Linked DNA regions of Sus scrofa: region 2 is linked to region 1. The links are chromatin contacts, called in public HiChIP or PLAC-seq maps. All regions are on one chromosome and are shown on one strand. Each heading gives the region's core, a stretch centred on a gene start, on an enhancer-like site or on the middle of the called end of the contact. The rest is flanking DNA. Distances are from core to core; before and after follow the strand shown.

Region 1 (3,526 bases), core at 656-3,155:
CCAAATATTTGTGCACTAATGGTGGGCTGCCTGTCTCCTTACATTCTCACATCATTATCAAGTTTTGTTTTTTTTTTTTTGTCTTTTTGCTATTTCTTTGGGCCGCTTCCTGTGGCATATGGAGGTTCCCAGGCTAGGGGTCTAATCGGAGCTGTTGCCACCAGCCTAGGCCAGAGCCACAGCAATGTGGGATCCGAGCCGCATCTGCAACCTACACCACAGCTCACGGCAACGCCGGATCGTTAACCCACTGAGCAAGGGCAGGGACCGAACCTGCAACCTCATGGTTCCTAGTCAGATTCGTTAACCACTGAGCCACGACGGGAACTCCAAGTTTTTTTTTTTTTTTTTTTTTTAACTCTTCCTATTTGGTGGGTAAAAATTATACCTTATTATTAGTTAAAAATAATTTAAAATCATGGTACATGATGTCGCTTCTTTGGCCCACAACCGTGAATTGCCAGGAGGTCTCTTGGTAGACTGGCGTTGCTGAACAAATCAGAGTAAATTGTGCAATCATTGCATGTTGGGGTCCTGCTCTTGGAACCGTTTTCATAAGCACTTCTCTTGCAATTTTTTGGGTCATCGTCTTGCTTTTCAGCACTTGTGCAATGGGAAATTCAGTCTGGCCCTTGAGACAGTGTGAGGGGGAAGTGATGAGGACTCTGTAAATCAAGATGCGGATGTTAGATGTCATTTTAGCTCCATCCCAAGGTGTGGGTTCCCAACTGAGGTGGGTCCGCTGGTTGTGAATGCCACGGCGCCCTGTTTTCCCGGAGATCCTAGTGTCCTTCTCTGCCCCTGTGCTTTGTCCTCCACGGGTCATAAAGGAAGCAGAGGCCAATCTAGCCTCCCCATTGAGGCAAGGTCAATGGAAGCCTCCAAAGACAGGTGACCCACTCCAGGTGATCCAGTGGTGGAACTGGGAGGAGAGCTGAACCCTATGGGGTGGGTACTGATGCCAGTTCACGCAGTCTGGACTGGGGGAGGACCTAGGCTGAATGATCTAGCGCCCGAGTCTCTCAGCATCTGTTTCCTGAGTTTCCTGTAACTGCCTCCTCCCCACGCCTGGGGAAGGAGCTTGTCTTGTCTTTCAGCTCCCATTGGCGGCTATGAGGACAGAGCTGCCCAAGTTGAGGAAACCACACTGACTGTTCCCTCCCTGCTACCCCCAAGGGTCTGCAGACACGATGGAGGGGTGCTGGCAGGGGCCTGGGCTGCCTCTCCTCCCCTGATCCCAAGCAGCTTTCTCGGCTCCACGTTCCTCTAGAGCCCAAAGAACTGATTGGGTTCCCTGGAGCGCTCTGTCCCAGGTTGGGGCTCTGGCTGGGTCTTACCCCCTCAGCTGGGCCAGAAACACCCACAGGCCTCCACCAGGGAAGTCAGGGCCTTGTGACGGGGTGACCCAAAGTGGGCCCTTCCTCTGTGGAAGGGCGAGGAGCAACCTCAGGAGAGAAGGAGCCCATCTGGCCACGTGTTGGGAGGACTTGGGCAGCTGCTCTTTCCTGCTTTGTCATTGCTCTTTCCTGGCTGCTGAGCTGGGCTTTGCTTTCAGGGCCTTAGTTTCCCTATCTGTAAAATGTGCCTTGAATCAGCTTAGCATTTCGGTAGGTTCCAGAGTCCTGGGGGCAGGTTTGATCTGATGCTACAGATCATTGTGCAGCACGACGACTGGGAACTTGGGCTCCGGAGGTAGAGCGAGCTCTGCCACCATCAGGCTGGATAAATTTCGTCATGTTCCTTAACCTCTCTGTGCCCCCCATGACCCCATCTGTAAAATGGGCCTAACGTTGTGCCGTCTCAGGGGCGGCTGTGAGATGGAAAGGTCAGCGCTGGCCCGTAGTCAGCTCCCAGATCCAGGTCCCCCTGTCCCTGTAATTTGTCCTCATTTCCACCCTGAGTGCCAGCGAGCTGAGTCAGCCCACGTCTGGGAGGAAGCCGGGCTGCTCTTGTTGGGGCAGGGGGCTGGGCCTGGCACACAGAATGCTTCTCTTTTTTTCTCTTGACTCACAGTCCTTCCCAGAGCGCCATGGGCCCTTTGCTGCCCACCACCACCCAGAAGAAGAACCGAGGGGTCAGAGCAAGGGTGACGGGAGGCTGAGCAGGACGGAGGGAGGGGGCGGAATCATTCTAGGTAACAACTACAACAGCTCCAGTAACGATGTGGAGGCCCTGTGCTGTTTTACATTCATCGATAATCTTGCAAAGTTGGTGGCGGCCCCCTCCTATTACGGAGGAGGAAACTGAAGCCTGGAGAGGTTAGGTGAGTTGCTGGAGGTCACACAGCTCTAAAGCTTGGAGCCTGAGCCCTGAGGATAGGAGAGTGGATGTGGCTCTGGAATGGCTCTTACCTCCCTCCAGAGCTTACGGGGTAAAATGAAAAGCCATCTGGGAACTTCCCTTCTTCCTCTCCTGGCCCCTCACTCTGGGGGGCAAGGAGGGCATGGATCTTTCCCCAAGTTCAAGGAAGTCCCAGGATACTGTGAGTTCTGTGCCCCTCCCTGGTGATGCCGCCAGGCCATTGCTGCTCTTTGGCCCGGTGTTTGAATCCCAGGACCCTGTGTCTTTTGTGGCTGCTGTGGAAGTGGCCAGAACCCCAGGTGGGAGAATCCAGCCTGGTCTTGACATGCTCCTCCCTGCCTGGTCCTTGGGCCACCCGTCTGACCTTCAGATGCTGGGGCCTGGGCCTGCGAACCCTTGGCCCAGGGGGCCTCCTACCTAGATGTTTACCTGGGCGTCTCTGCAGACTGTGAGGGCCTGCGTGAGAGCACCTCCCAGCTGTGTCTCCCTAGAATACGCCGAGGATGACTCACGCACACACGGTCCCCGTGTGTACAGATGAGAGCAGAGAAGATGGGAGGTCAGAAGCGCCCAAGCTGGCTGTGACCGAAACCCCCTCTCCTTCCCCACACAGAAGCAGGTCGGAGGTTAGGCTCCAACTATGGGCTTCCGGGGAACTCCCTCTAACTGATACAAAAGTAAGTGCTTTGCAAAAGGAATTTTGTTATTAGGAACCCACGTGATGGCCCGGCCAAGGCCATGAGCTGCGTCTGGCTTACCCTGGCGCTTTCTGCCCCTGAGAAGGTGTCACTTCTGCGAGGGAGCAGGCCCAGTGGTCGAGGGCTGTTTTCACCTTTCCTCTTTCACTCATCAAGCTCTTTATCTTTTTATCTTTTTATTTTTTTTAAGTTTTGTGGCCATGCCTGTGGCGTGTGGAAGTTTCTGGACCAGGGATTGAACCCACACCAAGCAGTGACCCAAGCTGCTGCAGTGCAATGCTGGATCCTTAACCACTAGACCAACAGGGAACTCCCAAGCTCTTTGTCTTAATTGGGACCTTCTCAGTGGAGAGTGAGAGAAATCCAACTTCTGTTGGCTTTAGGAATAAAGGGATTTTTTTTTTTTTTTTGTCTTCTTAGGGCTGCACCCACAGCATATGGAAGTTCCTAGGCTAGAGGTGAATCGGAGCTGTAGCTGCTGGCCTACACCACTGCCTCAGCGACACAGGATCTGAGCCATGTATACG
Region 2 (3,526 bases), core at 395-2,894, 160 kb after region 1:
AGTACAAACCCAAGTATATTAAGTACAAATATTTGCATTGGCTTTAGGAGTTCCCTGACGGCTTAGTGGTTAAGGATTTGGCATTGTCACTGCTGTGGCTCAGGATCGATCCCTGGCCCAGAAACTTTTGCATGCTGTGGGCACAGCCAAAAAAACACATTACATTGAACACTTTACTATGTGTCATTTGTTAAAAAACATTTTATATCAGCTTTAAAGCCAAATAGGAGGCCTCTAAAAACAAAAGGAGCCCACACTCTCTCCTGTTGAGCAGAACCAACTCCTTCATGTGCTCATGTTCACGCTTCTCTGTCATTAAGTTGAAGACGTCTTTTTTTTTTGTCTTTTTGCCATTTCTTGGGCCGCTCCCGCGGCATATGGAGGTTCCCAGGCTAGGGGTCGAATTGGAGCTGTAGCCACTGGCCTATGCCAGAGCCACAGCAATGCAGGATCTGAGCCACATCTGTGAGCTACACCACAGCTCACGGCAACGCCGGATCGTTAACCCACTGAGCAAGGGCAGGGACCGAACCCGCAACCTCATGGTTCCTAGTCAGGTTCGTTAACCACTGCACCACGACGGGAACTCCTGAAGACATCTTGATTTGGATATTTCCTTGAAGGCTTTGGCCGACATGGGCATTCACGTCAAACAGCTGCTTGATTCATTTGTTGGTGGCAGCAGGTGTACTCATTCAGTGCCTGCTGTGTGGGCAGGGGGAAGGGACATAGAAGCAGCTTCAGGGAAGGGACAGGAGAGGCTGTGAGTACAGGTCAGCCCCTCCACCAACTCTTTTCACAGCCGGTGGAGGCAGAAGGTTGTGGAGAAGGATCTGCAGAGTAAAGCTGTGTGATACGAGGGCTGCCAGGCCCTGCCAGGCAGTCATGTACGGCTGTGTGGCTTGTCTGCTGGGCCTCTGCTGGCAGGAGGAGGCCTCTTGTGGCCATTTAGTGTTGCTTTTGGTTTCCTCGTAGAAAATGGAGTTCTGCTAACCGGCTCTCCACTTTCCTAGGGCTTTAGCAGAGGAGGAAAATAGGAAAGAGGAAAATTAAGGATCCCCCAAAGCCCCATCCCACCTCCGGTGCTGAGGCTGGAAGTCTTTACTGAGTCTCCCCAGCCGGAGTCTCTGGTCCAGGGAAAGGCACTGTCCTCAGAGAGGTGGTGAGAAGCACAGCTCCCAGGGAGGAGAGTGGGGCTGTGCCTGGATGTGGGGCCTTGGGCTCCACCTGCCAGGCAAAACCTTGAAGCTGGAAGGTGAGACCTGGGAGTGGGGGCCAGGTGGGGGCACAGAGGGCAGGGAGGGAGATCAGCCTTCAGAGGCTCTGTCAATGCATGCCCTCTACAGCACCCCAGTGATGGGACCTGGTTAGATCCCCCAGGGAGTCCTGGCGACGTGAGACCTTAGCTGACCCCTGCAGGCTTAGCGGCTAAGGCAAAGGAGGGTGAGGTTTCCCTCGGGGCTGAGCAATGACCCAGGAGGCCCCCACTGGGAAGAGTGAACAACAGGAAAGAAGAGGAAGTCGGGGGCGGGAGGCCCGGGGCGGGGATGTGCAGAAAGGAGCCAACTGAGAAGCTCTAGAATCCTGGCTCTGCCTCTGACTGCTGTGTGACCTCGGGCCAGTTCCTTCCCTCTCTGGGCCTCTGTTTCCATCTGTGTGAAATGAGGAAGTTGGAGCAGGCAGCCTCTGAGCTTCCTCTAGCCCTGACACGTGTGGAGGGGAAGGAAGGGGAGTTGAGAAAGAGGGGTGTGTGTGTGGTGGATTAGGAAGTGGTTTGGGGAGCTCTGTAGTATTTCAGGCGTCTTTATTAGGTGCAAGTCAATAGGGAAAGTGAAAGGGCACCGAGGGACCACGGTTACCCCTCACCGGGTACTTGCTCTGTGCTGTGCACCTTGCCAGGCCCTTAAAAGCAGCCTTCTCGAATTCTCACAAGCCTCCGGCCAGGCAGGCCTCCTGTGGGCCCTTTTTATGGGGGAGCAAACTGAGACTGACAGCTTATGCTTCTTAAGGCCCAAGGCCACAGTCTGGAAACAGTGGTGCCAGAGTTCCGTCCAGGTCTAGCTGTGGTCTCATCACCCAGCCGTCGGAGCTGGTAGGAACATGGACCCACAAGCTTGGGTGTGCACGAACCAGCACCCTGGATGAGTGTGCAGACGGGAATTTCGTCCCCGTCCTGCTAGCCTTGAAGGAAATTCCAGCTGAGTCCCCGCAACCCTGTCTGAGCTTACATTGCCCCAGTGCCTTAAGCCCTCCAAGGACGTCGGGGATCTTGCTTGAAGCTGCCCAGGGGCCGGGCTACCCTCTGTGGAGCCACTTTCCCCACAGCTGCTCTGTCGTGTGAGCAATCGAGGGGTCCTCTAAGGCTTCCAGGCGAGGCTTGGACAGACCTGGGGATCTTATCACATCTGGAGTCGTCGGAGGCTTCCCGCATCCCGGGCGCATCCTTATTACTCACACACCCACGCCTCCTTCTGCTTTCCAGTCTCCAAGAGTCTCTTCCCCAGAGTCACCTGCAGTCTCTCTCCTTCTGAGCCCTGCCCCAGCCGCTTCTGGGAGGCCCTGGCTGGATTTAGAAAAGAGGAAGGTGGGGTTGTGTTCAGGCAGCTTCTGCTTTCAGCCCAGCACCCCAGTTCTCCCCAAGAGGAGGAAACCACAAAAGCCGGGGTATTTTTTCAGAAGCGGTCAGGAGCAGGAGCACATGGGGATAGAGAATGGCCATCAGACGAAGGATACTGTCCCCTGCCTTTCTGAATTGGCTGCTTCAGGGGGCTCATGGGGCCTGTCTGCTGGGAGATTTGGGTGCATTTAAGAGCCTATCTGGGAGTTCCCGTCCTGGCTCAGAAACAGATCTGACTAGCATCCATGAGGATGAAAGCTCGATCCCTGGCCTCACTCAGTGGGTTAAGGATCTGGTGTTGCCATGAGCTTTGGTGTAGGTCACAGACGCAATTCAGATCTGGCGTGGCTGTGGCTGTGGTGTAGGCCGGCGGCTATAGCTCCAATTCAACCCCTAGCCTGGGAACCTCCATATGCCATGCGCGCAGTCCTAAAAAGCCAAAAAAAAAAAAAAAAAAAAAAAAAAAAAAAGAGCATATCTGGAGCTACTTACCCAGTCAGCACAGACCACTCTAATGCAAGCCTGAGAAGGAGGGGGCGTCAGGTGGGAAGAGGGCAGAGCCAGGCCTGGCCTCTGGCCTTGTCCCCATCAGCAGCCTCTCAGCAGCCTTCCCCCTTCCACTACCCTGGCCCCAATTTTGGCTCTTTGGGTGGAATTCTTGACGTGTGCCATGGGTGCACAGTGGGTGGCCGAGGGGAACTATTTGGCAGCTGGAATCAGCCAAACACACATCCTTTCCTGACTCTGGGCACTGCAGTGTGGGCCATGCAGACAGCCTTGTGCTTGGGGAGAGAAAGTCATATTGACCAGCCCCCCTCCCGCTCTCCTCCCCTCCAGACCCTGGCAGGGCCTTTCCTTGGCCCCGCTCCAGCTCTGAGCTGCCTGTTCACCCCGTCTGGCAGACTTTCT

What was found. HiChIP or PLAC-seq counts read pairs in DNA pulled down with a chosen protein or histone mark.
Region 2: an H3K27ac HiChIP or PLAC-seq map of alveolar macrophages shows a contact between it and region 1. The contact joins two enhancer-like sites. A contact is called at or near these places in 1 of 47 Hi-C or Micro-C datasets (blood) and 1 of 2 datasets of contacts at active chromatin or transcription factors (alveolar macrophages).

The regions. Positions count from the first base shown.
Region 1 is chr12:48,831,551-48,835,076 of Sscrofa11.1, forward strand. The region is part of intron 2 of RAP1GAP2 (rap1 GTPase-activating protein 2); the gene reads left to right. Among named protein-coding and RNA genes, the nearest start is that of RAP1GAP2, 26 kb to the left of the region's middle. Within about 2 kb of position 1,906, at least 5 of the 83 cell types and tissues checked have an H3K27ac peak or open chromatin away from gene starts, as enhancers often do. A contact at or near this core is called in alveolar macrophages, where this site is marked.
Region 2 is chr12:48,988,832-48,992,357 of Sscrofa11.1, forward strand. All of the region lies in intron 15 of RAP1GAP2 (rap1 GTPase-activating protein 2), which reads left to right. Among named protein-coding and RNA genes, the nearest start is that of RAP1GAP2, 180 kb to the left of the region's middle. Within about 2 kb of position 1,645, at least 18 of the 83 cell types and tissues checked have an H3K27ac peak or open chromatin away from gene starts, as enhancers often do. A contact at or near this core is called in alveolar macrophages, where this site is marked.